Linked DNA regions of Zea mays: region 2 is linked to region 1. A link is a contact called in public Hi-C data. All regions are on one chromosome and are shown on one strand. The core of a region is the stretch at or near the end of the contact, and the rest is flanking DNA. Distances in the headings are between cores, read along the strand shown.

What was found. Hi-C and Micro-C count contacts between places; a contact is called where the count stands out from the background.
Region 2: a contact with region 1 is called in a Hi-C map of ear, with 2.9 times the contacts expected there. The contact joins the promoter of LOC103638897 here to the promoter of LOC103638892 in region 1. A contact is called at or near these places in 10 of 25 Hi-C or Micro-C datasets (bundle sheath, ear, endosperm and 4 more).

Annotation. Positions count from the first base shown.
Region 1 is chr9:117,232,397-117,237,401 of Zm-B73-REFERENCE-NAM-5.0, reverse strand. It overlaps LOC103638892 (transcription factor MYC2), which reads left to right and starts at 2,488. Exons shown (of 1, transcript XM_008661676.4): 1 at 2,488-5,005. The coding sequence starts at 2,988.
Region 2 is chr9:117,456,004-117,461,008 of Zm-B73-REFERENCE-NAM-5.0, reverse strand. LOC103638897 (ubiquitin carboxyl-terminal hydrolase 25) reads left to right here and starts at 1,889. Exons shown (of 13, transcript XM_008661681.3): 1 at 1,889-2,378; 2 at 3,370-3,432; 3 at 3,559-3,639. The coding sequence starts at 2,145.

The sequences.
Region 1 (5,005 bases), core at 1,239-3,738:
CTACTACCACAGATGAGGTCTCTAAAGTCCAGGAATTGATTCGAGGTTGTATTTCTCCGATGTCGTCAGTCCGTTATCCACCCCTGGTTGGGTTCTTGATTGCTCCAGAGCATTCAGCGTCTGAAGGTACGAGTAGGAGGCATTTCGATTGGGAGGCAGGGGGCTTGGATTGCTGATCTTGCTTGCCAGGAAGAGCCTGATGAGCCCTCTGAGGAATGGAGCCATTGTGTCTGGCTCGTACTCCAGAAAATACATGATTCCTCCCATGCACATGCAGAAAAGAGCCACCTGCAAACACTACCAAGTTACTGTTTTTGAAAAAAGATGGTGCATGCTAGGTCGGTAGATCCAGGATGCTAAAAGAGACTTCATATTGAAAATGAAAAGTTTGCAAAGAAAATAAATGAACATATACAAGATATACTTCAAAGCACTAACATCAAAAGTTCAGACCCCTAACTGTGTATTGCCAACAGCAAGGCCAAAAATAATTAGTATGGTCTGCGTCATTTTGGAAAAAAACAGTCACCTCCGAGTTTTTGTACGTACTCATCAGGGTCTAGATCATGCTAGAATAATTCAAACATGAAAGTGTTAGATGCATAGCCATCTATCCAACCAACCCACCCTCAACCCCAAATTATCATAATCATGGCCATGCTCTTGTTGCAAACCACGAGCAACCACACGAGCTTTATAATGCTTAAGAGAAAAACTGATGAACTCATTTACATGTAATAGGACGAATATGAGGATAAGGAACAAGATCCCACATGCTGGTACGCTCAAGCGCAGCAATTTCCTTAGCCATCACAAGCTACCATTCTGGATGAAGAATAGGATCAAGATAATTAGAAAGAACAGTACAGGAAAACCTTGCACAGTAACTGGTCCAAAACCATACAGATGAATAGGTTGACAAGATTCATGGCTATGAAGAAGAAGCGACTCAAGTGAAGAATCGCTAGGTGAGGATGGCTACTTCCTGGCAGGCTGTTTAGCGTTCGCCTGACCAGCGACACCCACTTCCTCGCGGGGCCATTGTCCTCGGCATCGAGGATGTTCCTGGCGTTCAACAGGACGATCTCTTGGAACCTGCATGCCGGCGCAACCGCAATGACTCAAGAATAAATTAGGGGGCTTTACCCGAGGATGTAGATGTAGGCCGGCGGCAGAGCCAGCCATCGAGGCTAAGCGAGCCTGGCGGCATGCGGCCACCTACATTCCATGTAGCAGTCTCCACCGGCGGCGGTCTCCTGAAACGCGGATCTAGGCATCGGGGGTGCAGTGCGGTCGGATCTGGGCGCCGCGGAGGGAGGGAGTGCGTGGGACGCTGGCCGCGGGGGAGGGAGAGCGCTAAGAGCATGGATTCGCGGGGGCTGGCGTGCGGGCGTGTGGGCGGCTTGGTAGCGGAGGTTTTCGCGGCAGCAGGCGTGCGGGCTTGAGGGCGTGCGAGGGTTGTTCACGGAGCTAGAGGACCGGCGGACGTTCCGCCGGCGGGGGAGGCGCGGGCGGCCGTGCGGGTGGGATTCGCGGCGGGGGAGGCGCTGGCGTGCGGGTGGGATGCTGGCTGGTTTCGCGGCGCCGGGATTCGCAGGCGGGGGCTTTCGCGGCGAGGGAGGCACGTGGATGCTGGCTGGTTTCGCAGCGAGGGATTCGCAGGTGGGTGGGAGGCGCGGGCTGGTTTCGCGGCGAGGGAGGCGTGGGGATGCTGGCTGGTTTCGCGGCGAGGGGATCGCAGGCGGGTGGGAGACGTGGGCTGGTTTCGCGGCGAGGGGATCGCAGGCGCCGCGGGGATGCTGGCTGGTTTCGCGGCGAGGGGATCGCAGGCGGGTGGGAGGCGCGAGCTGGTTTCGCGGCGAGGGAATCGCAGGCGGATGGGATCGCAGGGCGGGGCCAGTCTACACTGCCTCCTTAATAGTTAGTACAGATATATATCTCCTCCTGCTTCGCGTACTCGGGACGCTACGCTTTGTAAAAGTAACCTATACCTGTAAAGAAGCTTGCCGAGCGTTGGTATACCCTGACAATTGTACATGGTTGCGTTGCGTGTAGCATGTGTTGCGCGCCAAGAGGAGATTACCATTGATTAAGCCGAACGCGACCACGACCTCCATCGGCGGCCACAGCACAGCACAGCTGCCCCGCACCTCGTTTTATATTAGCACTAAGCCGAATCACAACAGATATTTATATAGACGGTTGGCTAGCACGCTGCCCGCCTGCGACGCTCGCTAAACACGTGAACACGGATGGACGGCCCCAGAGATCGCGTGCGCCGTCCCGCATTGCCCACCTGGGCCTCCTTATCTTTCATTGGCTTGTCCGCTGCGTGGGCCCACCGACCCATGAAGTGGAGGGCCTTTGCTGCTTCCAACCGCTGCACGTGGGCCACTCTCCTGACGGGGATGGAATCAACTCAACGGTCAGACAGAGCCGGCCACAAGCTACTATAGGCTATCTACCGATGCCCACATGCTGCTGTTTCTGCACGTGCGTGGAGTAATAAAAACGTGCAGCAAATTGCGATGCTCCATTCGAGCCATCTCAGTAGGAGTACATATATTGACGATTAGGCTAAGGAGGTATTTAAGAGGTCCGTGACATGACATGGTTGCGCTCCTAGCAAGCACCAAGCAGGTGTGTGCGTCATTTTCACGTGTAAAAATAGCACGCCCAGCGGACACCATGGCTACTCACTTCTCGCTGACAATCGGGTCCACTTTTGAAGGAGGCGGGCTACGAACCCTCCTGAATTGTAGGTCGGTGCTGTGGCCCCGTGGCGAAGGGATGTTGTTTCCCTTCCTGTATTTGTCCTCGCCTCGCCAACCGGACAGGAGGCGGGACAGGCGCCCAGCCTCTGTCACGGGCGTTTTCGCCGCATAATCCCACGGGTTCCGCGTTTCAACCCATTTCCTTCGCCTTTCCCCTTCGCCCTCCATTCTCCGCCCACCGTTTCCTCGGGTCTGCCACGCTACGCCACGCCCATGAACCTGTGGACGGACGACAACGCCTCCATGATGGAGGCCTTCATGGCCTCCGCCGACCTCCCCGCCTACCCCTGGGGGGCGCCGGCCGGGGGCGGCAACCCGCCGCCGCCGCAGATGCCGCCGGCGATGGCGATGGCGCCGGGGTTCAACCAGGACACGCTGCAGCAGCGGCTGCAGGCCATGATCGAGGGGTCCAGGGAGACCTGGACCTACGCCATCTTCTGGCAGTCCTCCCTGGACGCCGCCACCGGCGCGTCGCTGCTAGGCTGGGGCGACGGCTACTACAAGGGCTGCGACGACGACAAGCGCAGGCACCGCCCGCCGCTCACGCCCGCCGCGCAGGCCGAGCAGGAGCACCGCAAGCGCGTGCTCCGCGAGCTCAACTCCCTCATCTCCGGCGGCGCCTCCGCCGCGCCCGCGCCCGCGCCCGACGAGGCCGTCGAGGAGGAGGTCACCGACACCGAGTGGTTCTTCCTCGTCTCCATGACGCAGTCCTTCCTCAACGGCTCGGGCCTCCCCGGCCAGGCGCTCTTCGCGGGCCACCACACCTGGATCGCCGCCGGCCTCTCCTCCGCGCCGTGCGACCGCGCGCGCCAGGCCTACAACTTCGGCCTCCGCACCATGGTCTGCTTCCCCGTCGGCACGGGCGTGCTCGAGCTCGGCTCCACCGACGTCGTGTTCCAGACCGCCGAGACCATGGCCAAGATCCGCTCGCTCTTCGGGGGCGGGCCGGGGGGTGGCTCGTGGCCGCCCGTGCAGCCCCAGGCGGCGCCGCAGCAGCAGCACGCCGCCGAAGCCGACCAGGCGGCGGAGACGGACCCATCCGTGCTGTGGCTCGCCGACGCGCCGGTCGTGGACATCAAGGATTCCTACTCGCACCCGTCGGCGGCCGAGATCTCCGTCTCCAAACCGCCTCCGCCTCCGCCTCCGCCGCAGATTCACTTCGAGAACGGGAGCACGAGCACGCTCACGGAGAACCCCAGCCCCTCCGTGCACGCGCCGCCAGCCCCGCCGGCGCCACCGCAGCGGCAGCAGCAGAATCAGGGCCCGTTCCGCCGGGAGCTCAACTTCTCGGATTTCGCGTCCAATCCTTCCTTGGCGGCGGCCCCGCCGTTCTTCAAGCCCGAGTCCGGCGAGATCCTCAGCTTCGGCGTCGACAGCAACGCCCAGAGGAACCCGTCGCCGGCGCCTCCCGCCAGCCTCACCACCGCTCCCGGCAGCCTATTCTCGCAGTCGCAGCACACGGCGACCGCCGCGGCGAACGACGCGAAGAACAACAACAACAACAACAAGCGTTCGATGGAAGCCACCTCCCTGGCGAGCAACACCAACCACCACCCGGCGGCGGCGGCGAACGAGGGCATGCTGTCCTTCTCGTCGGCGCCGACCGCGCGGCCGTCGGCAGGCACGGGCGCGCCGGCCAAGTCGGAGTCCGACCACTCGGACCTGGACGCGTCCGTGCGCGAGGTGGAGAGCAGCCGCGTCGTGGCGCCGCCGCCGGAGGCGGAGAAGCGGCCGCGGAAGCGCGGGCGGAAGCCCGCGAACGGGCGCGAGGAGCCGCTGAACCACGTGGAGGCGGAGCGGCAGCGGCGGGAGAAGCTGAACCAGCGCTTCTACGCGCTGCGCGCCGTGGTGCCCAACGTGTCCAAGATGGACAAGGCGTCGCTGCTCGGCGACGCCATCTCCTACATCAACGAGCTCCGCGGCAAGCTGACGTCGCTGGAGTCGGACAGGGAGACGCTGCAGGCCCAGGTCGAGGCGCTCAAGAAGGAGCGCGACGCGCGGCCGCACCCGCACCCCGCTGCCGGGCTCGGCGGGCACGACGCCGGCGGGCCGCGCTGCCACGCGGTAGAGATCGACGCCAAGATCCTGGGGCTGGAGGCCATGATCCGCGTGCAGTGCCACAAGCGCAACCACCCGTCGGCGCGGCTGATGACGGCGCTCCGCGAGCTCGACCTGGACGTGTACCACGCCAGCGTCTCCGTCGTCAAGGACCTCATGATCCAGCAGGTCGC
Region 2 (5,005 bases), core at 640-3,139, 220 kb before region 1:
TGCGGAGCAACGGCTAACAGCGCCAACGGTCGTCTGCAAAAGTGAACAGTGCGTGAACAGTGCGCGGACAGCGCGCGCAGAGTTAGAGCAGGCGCCAGAAGGCGCACGGGACAGTGAATAGTGCCTATCCGGTGCACCACCGGACTGTCCGGTGGACCCACCTGTCAGAGCTCCAACGGTCAAACCCTAACGACTTTTAGTTGTGCTTAAAGTTTATAAATTTCAGATTTGCCTATTCACCCCCCTCTAGGCGACTTTCATATGGTATGTCACATCTATGGGCATTGGGCCTCTGTCATTCAGTATGATGTAGTTGGTAGCCGGTGGTTTGACACTGCTTTTAAACATACCCGTTTGTGAGACACTCGAGGGAGAAGCGTTATGTGATCTAGGGAGCGGCTCCGACAAAAATTCCTCCAACAAAGTGGACAATGGATGATGGCTACGAGGACTTCGGTCTCAAAACCCATGCTCCCTAGCATAGCAATCAACATGAATAATCAATATAATCTGGATAAAGTTATAAACATAGAATGCAACTGTAACGAAGGCGAGTACCATCGAAATGCACATTGACTTCGGTCCAATCTATTGTCGATCCCTAGCCTTCCTAGGACTGCTTTACTGCCTCCTTGACCACCCTACGCCATTGTCCCCTCCATGATGAAATAAGAACGACGTTGAGATTCGAGGAGAACAGATGAAACCATAGAATGATCCACTACCTACCTCTCGGTCTGGGAATAGAGCTGTATCGACCCATTCGAAGGCGTTGCGGAGGTTATTGGCGCGACGGGGCGAGTGCCATTTGTCTCTAGAGATGAGCAGCATTAGACAACGTGCCTCCGCCTCCTTCCCCTCCCAATTGATGCCACGACTCTACCCCGCGACCTCGTGAAGAGGCGCGCGGGTGCAGACGACACAGAAGTCGCGCTGCCGCACCCGTGCACCCACACGGCTGACGATGGCAGCTGAGACCCACCACCATCCTTATCATCTCTCACGCGCCCACTCCTGCCACAACTTTAGTCGTATGAATTTTTCTCATTGCGTCTCTGCTTCAACCACTAGCTAGAGGGTGGCGGTAATTCCAGCAGCGAGACGAGCGTGCGACGTGATGCACGAGCGGCACGAGGGACGTGGATGGCGGGCGGGCAGGCGATAGTTGCGAGTGAGGCGAGCGGGCGGCGGTGTGACACACGTCACATGGGAATGGGGGCCAATGCACGAACAATGGGGGGGGCACAATTGTTGACCCTTGAAACTGCTGCATTATAATAGTAGAGAAAAGAAAAGAAATGTTGTACCATGCAAAAGTTCTAATGGCATGTTTACATAAATCTATGTAACCTATCACATGTTTTAGGGTTTAGAAAACGACAGATTCCTTCCGACGCGATAACTTGGCAGATTCTACATTGACGTTGATTTGGATGTTTTTTCACATAAATGATTCTTACATATACAAGCCGAAAAGTGAAATATTTGCTAGAAGCTGATTCTGACATCCAGAATCCGGTCAGAAGTGAAACAAACATGACCATAGAGCATTGGTGTGACATGACGAACTCAGCCGTTCGGACGCTTCTTATCGCTGTATTTGAGTATGAGTTTATCTCTAGTAGCCCTCTCGTAAATAGTGATGTCTTAAAAAATATTGTTTTAGACACTCGTATAGACGATCTACGATCTGCTGGACAGGGACAGACAGGCCGGCGATGTAGGCTGCGTCACTGCGTGTGGATCGTGCTGTTCTGACGGCATGTGAACGTGAACCCTTTGCATGCACCAGCGGTACGGCGAGGCGGGCCGCCGAGACGCGCCCCTGACCGATTTGCGAAGGAAGGAGAACCGACCCAACCCATCCAGCATCCCGGCTGCCGCGTCCGGGCTGAGGCCTGAGGTTCATAAGTCATGCGCCATGCCACATCGCGTCCAGCGTGTATAAGCGAGGACGCCCTCCGCCGCCGCCTCGACTTCTCGCTCTCCTCCTCCGCCGCCGCTCCAGACTCCAGTGCGCGTCGCGTCGCGTCGCGTCGCGCTGCACTTGTAGCTGGATTGCATGATCCACCACAGCAATCTTCTTCCCCTCGTCTAAACCCTCGCGCCCCGCCCTGTCCTCAAAACCCCTCATTAGTCGGTCGATGGCAGACGAGGATGCCGCCGAGACCGTCGGCGCCGCGTACATGACGGTCCCGCCGCCGCTGGTTATGCCGGACGCCGCAGTGCCTCCGCCGGTGGCGGCAGAGACCGTCGCCACTCTGCCGCCCGTTTCCGATGACGACACGGAGGCCGCCGTCGCGGCTATGTTGGTCGTTCTGCTTCCTCCACCGCCGGAGCAAATGGTGGCGATTCCTCAACCTTTCTCCTCTGAATCCGTGAGGAGCCCTCCGATCAAATGCTTATGTTCAAATTTCTCTTGTGCGATCGCTGGGGTTTTGGGCTCTTTCGATGTGTGTTTTGCGAGCGCCTAGCTTCACCGTTGCGGGTTCGGTTCTCTTAACTGCCCCGCAACCTTTCTCTCTGGGGTTCATCACTGGCAAGGAGACGAACCTGGTTAGTTTTTGAAATTGGAAGAGTTTCGTGTCGCCTTGCTGCAATTATTCCAAGTGTGTCAAGCGAGTCCAGTTTCAACTGCTCTTGCTGCAATTTATATGGTTATATGCTCTCGAAGTCCAATGTCACTATGAAAGCTTTATATTCTTAAAAGTTACTATACTAGCTACCTCCGTCCTAAAAAGGATGCAATTCTACTTCTATCTCTATCCTTAGTCAATTCATTTAAAGGTTGACTAAATCTGTCTCTGTAGAAAAGAGTATCAATATTTACGGCACAATATAGTTATGCTACGAAAATTTATTCCATGTCAAATCTAACAACATATCATAAATTTTGATGCATTTTTATATAAACTTGGTCAAACTCAAAATTGCTCAGTATTATGCTAGAATTGCATTCTTTTCAGGATGGAGGGAGTATATCTATATGGTGAGGAATCCCTAGTTGATGATATAGTCAATATGATGATTTTATTTTATGATCCATCGACCTTTCTTTTGATCTGTAAAATTGATTGTGCTATGGATGATGAGCATATATATGAGGAAATGCTTTTTTGGTGGGCCATGAATTGGAAATTTTGGATTCTATGCCTATTTCAGTAGTATATTACTTGATTATTTAGTTTCTCAATAGGTCAGTGATATCAAGGAAAATGAAACTTACCATGACCTTTGTTAGTTGGTGCTTCCCTCTAGTGATAGTGAATCCTATCATACACTAAAGTTTCTCAAGCTTATTTCTTGGTATATACAAGTTCTTGTTCCCCAGGTTCTGATTTTTTCACCATTTTTATTATTTACTTTCAGAAGCTGCCTGAGGTGACCGTTCAGGCTTTGGGACATTTACTAGAAGAGGAGCATCCAGTCATGGTAGAACAAATTATCATATATCATGCCTTCTAACAGAACTGTAACCATCTACTTCTGACACATGTGAATTTGATAACCATTTTTACTCCGTGTCTTTTTTTTGGTTTTCTTTGACCCATTACGTAGGCTGTATCTGATAACAAGGAAAGTGAGAAACAAATACCACGTCCACCACCATGTCCTTCAGGAGAACAGCAAAAACCTAAGGTAACAAGTATTTCAGCATTAGATGTTTCTCAAAATATGACAGTGTCTTTTTCCAATCGACCCATATTTACTCCTTTATTCTGGTCCTCCGTTGGCCTGGGCTAGAAATGAAGGAAGATACCTTGGTATTTTCAGTTCAGTATTCTATTTGTGCTTCCTAAACATCTTCGTGGCAGCAAATGAGCATTGCATTGGCCACAACCCTGCAGTGGCGGAGGGAAGGGGGGGCCTGGCACCCCCAACATTTCTATGCCTCCCACAATATAGTTATTTATGGTTTTGGTTTTAAACTGCGTTATTTGGTGTTACCGATGCTATTTTAATCTACCAACTCAGGATTTTGTTAATTTTTTTAACTTTCTTACCAATTGTACTCATCATGTTGACCCTGTTATTTGCTCCCGTGTAGTCATAAAAAAACTAGAGCATGTGATTCCTATTGTTAGGCTGTTAGCTATCCAAAATGTCAAAATGACTAATCTCTACTATATTAAAGCAGCAGTTTCAACGGTCGTCCTGTATCGTATTTTTACAAATAACCCCTCACATCTATCTCAAATTAACCCGCTGCACCCTTCCGTGCAGACAACCTTCACGTCCGGTCCGTTAGCCAGTCTAGCGTAAAATGTTAAAAAAGTGGTGTAGGAGGTGGGGTTTGAACCCACCCCCTGTTGGAAGAAAGGCGGGAGACACTAAGTGAAGCCGTCTAAACAGTAGAACATCATGCTTAGGTGTTTTTAATATTGAATATAAATTGTACATATGTATATACGATTTTTTGTAAAATAAAAAAATATAATCGTGCCAGACCGGGTCAGCACTACGGGCTGAGGCTATGGCCCAAGCACGACACGACGCTCGTGCCGGGCTGGCCTAGGCACTATTAAATGGGTCGTGCCCCAGGCCGCCCGCCAGACACGACCCATTTGACCATCTATACCTTCGCACGATAATGATGGTCCTCGGCTCAGTTGCCGCCACCTCGTTCGCCATCCTGCTTCTTTTCTTTCTCCCCTCATGCCTTCGCCTCCTCCACCCATTCTCGGCAGAGGGCGTGGAAGCGACGCCTCCTCCCCGTATTCATCTGACACCAGCCCCAACACCGACCCACGCAATGGCTATTGCACATAGGGATGACAATCGGGTGGGTAGTACGCGGATATATAGTTCACGAATCCATAGCCGCGAGACAAAACTCAACCCATATCTGTACCCATAAACGTTCGTGGGTATGGATCTCTACCCATATCCGTACCCATCGGGTATCTGTTATCTAGCGGATACCCGTTACCCGCCCGCCCACTACAATTTTAGCATTCAACATCAACAACAATTTTATCACATTTCAAAAACAATTATCATTCCA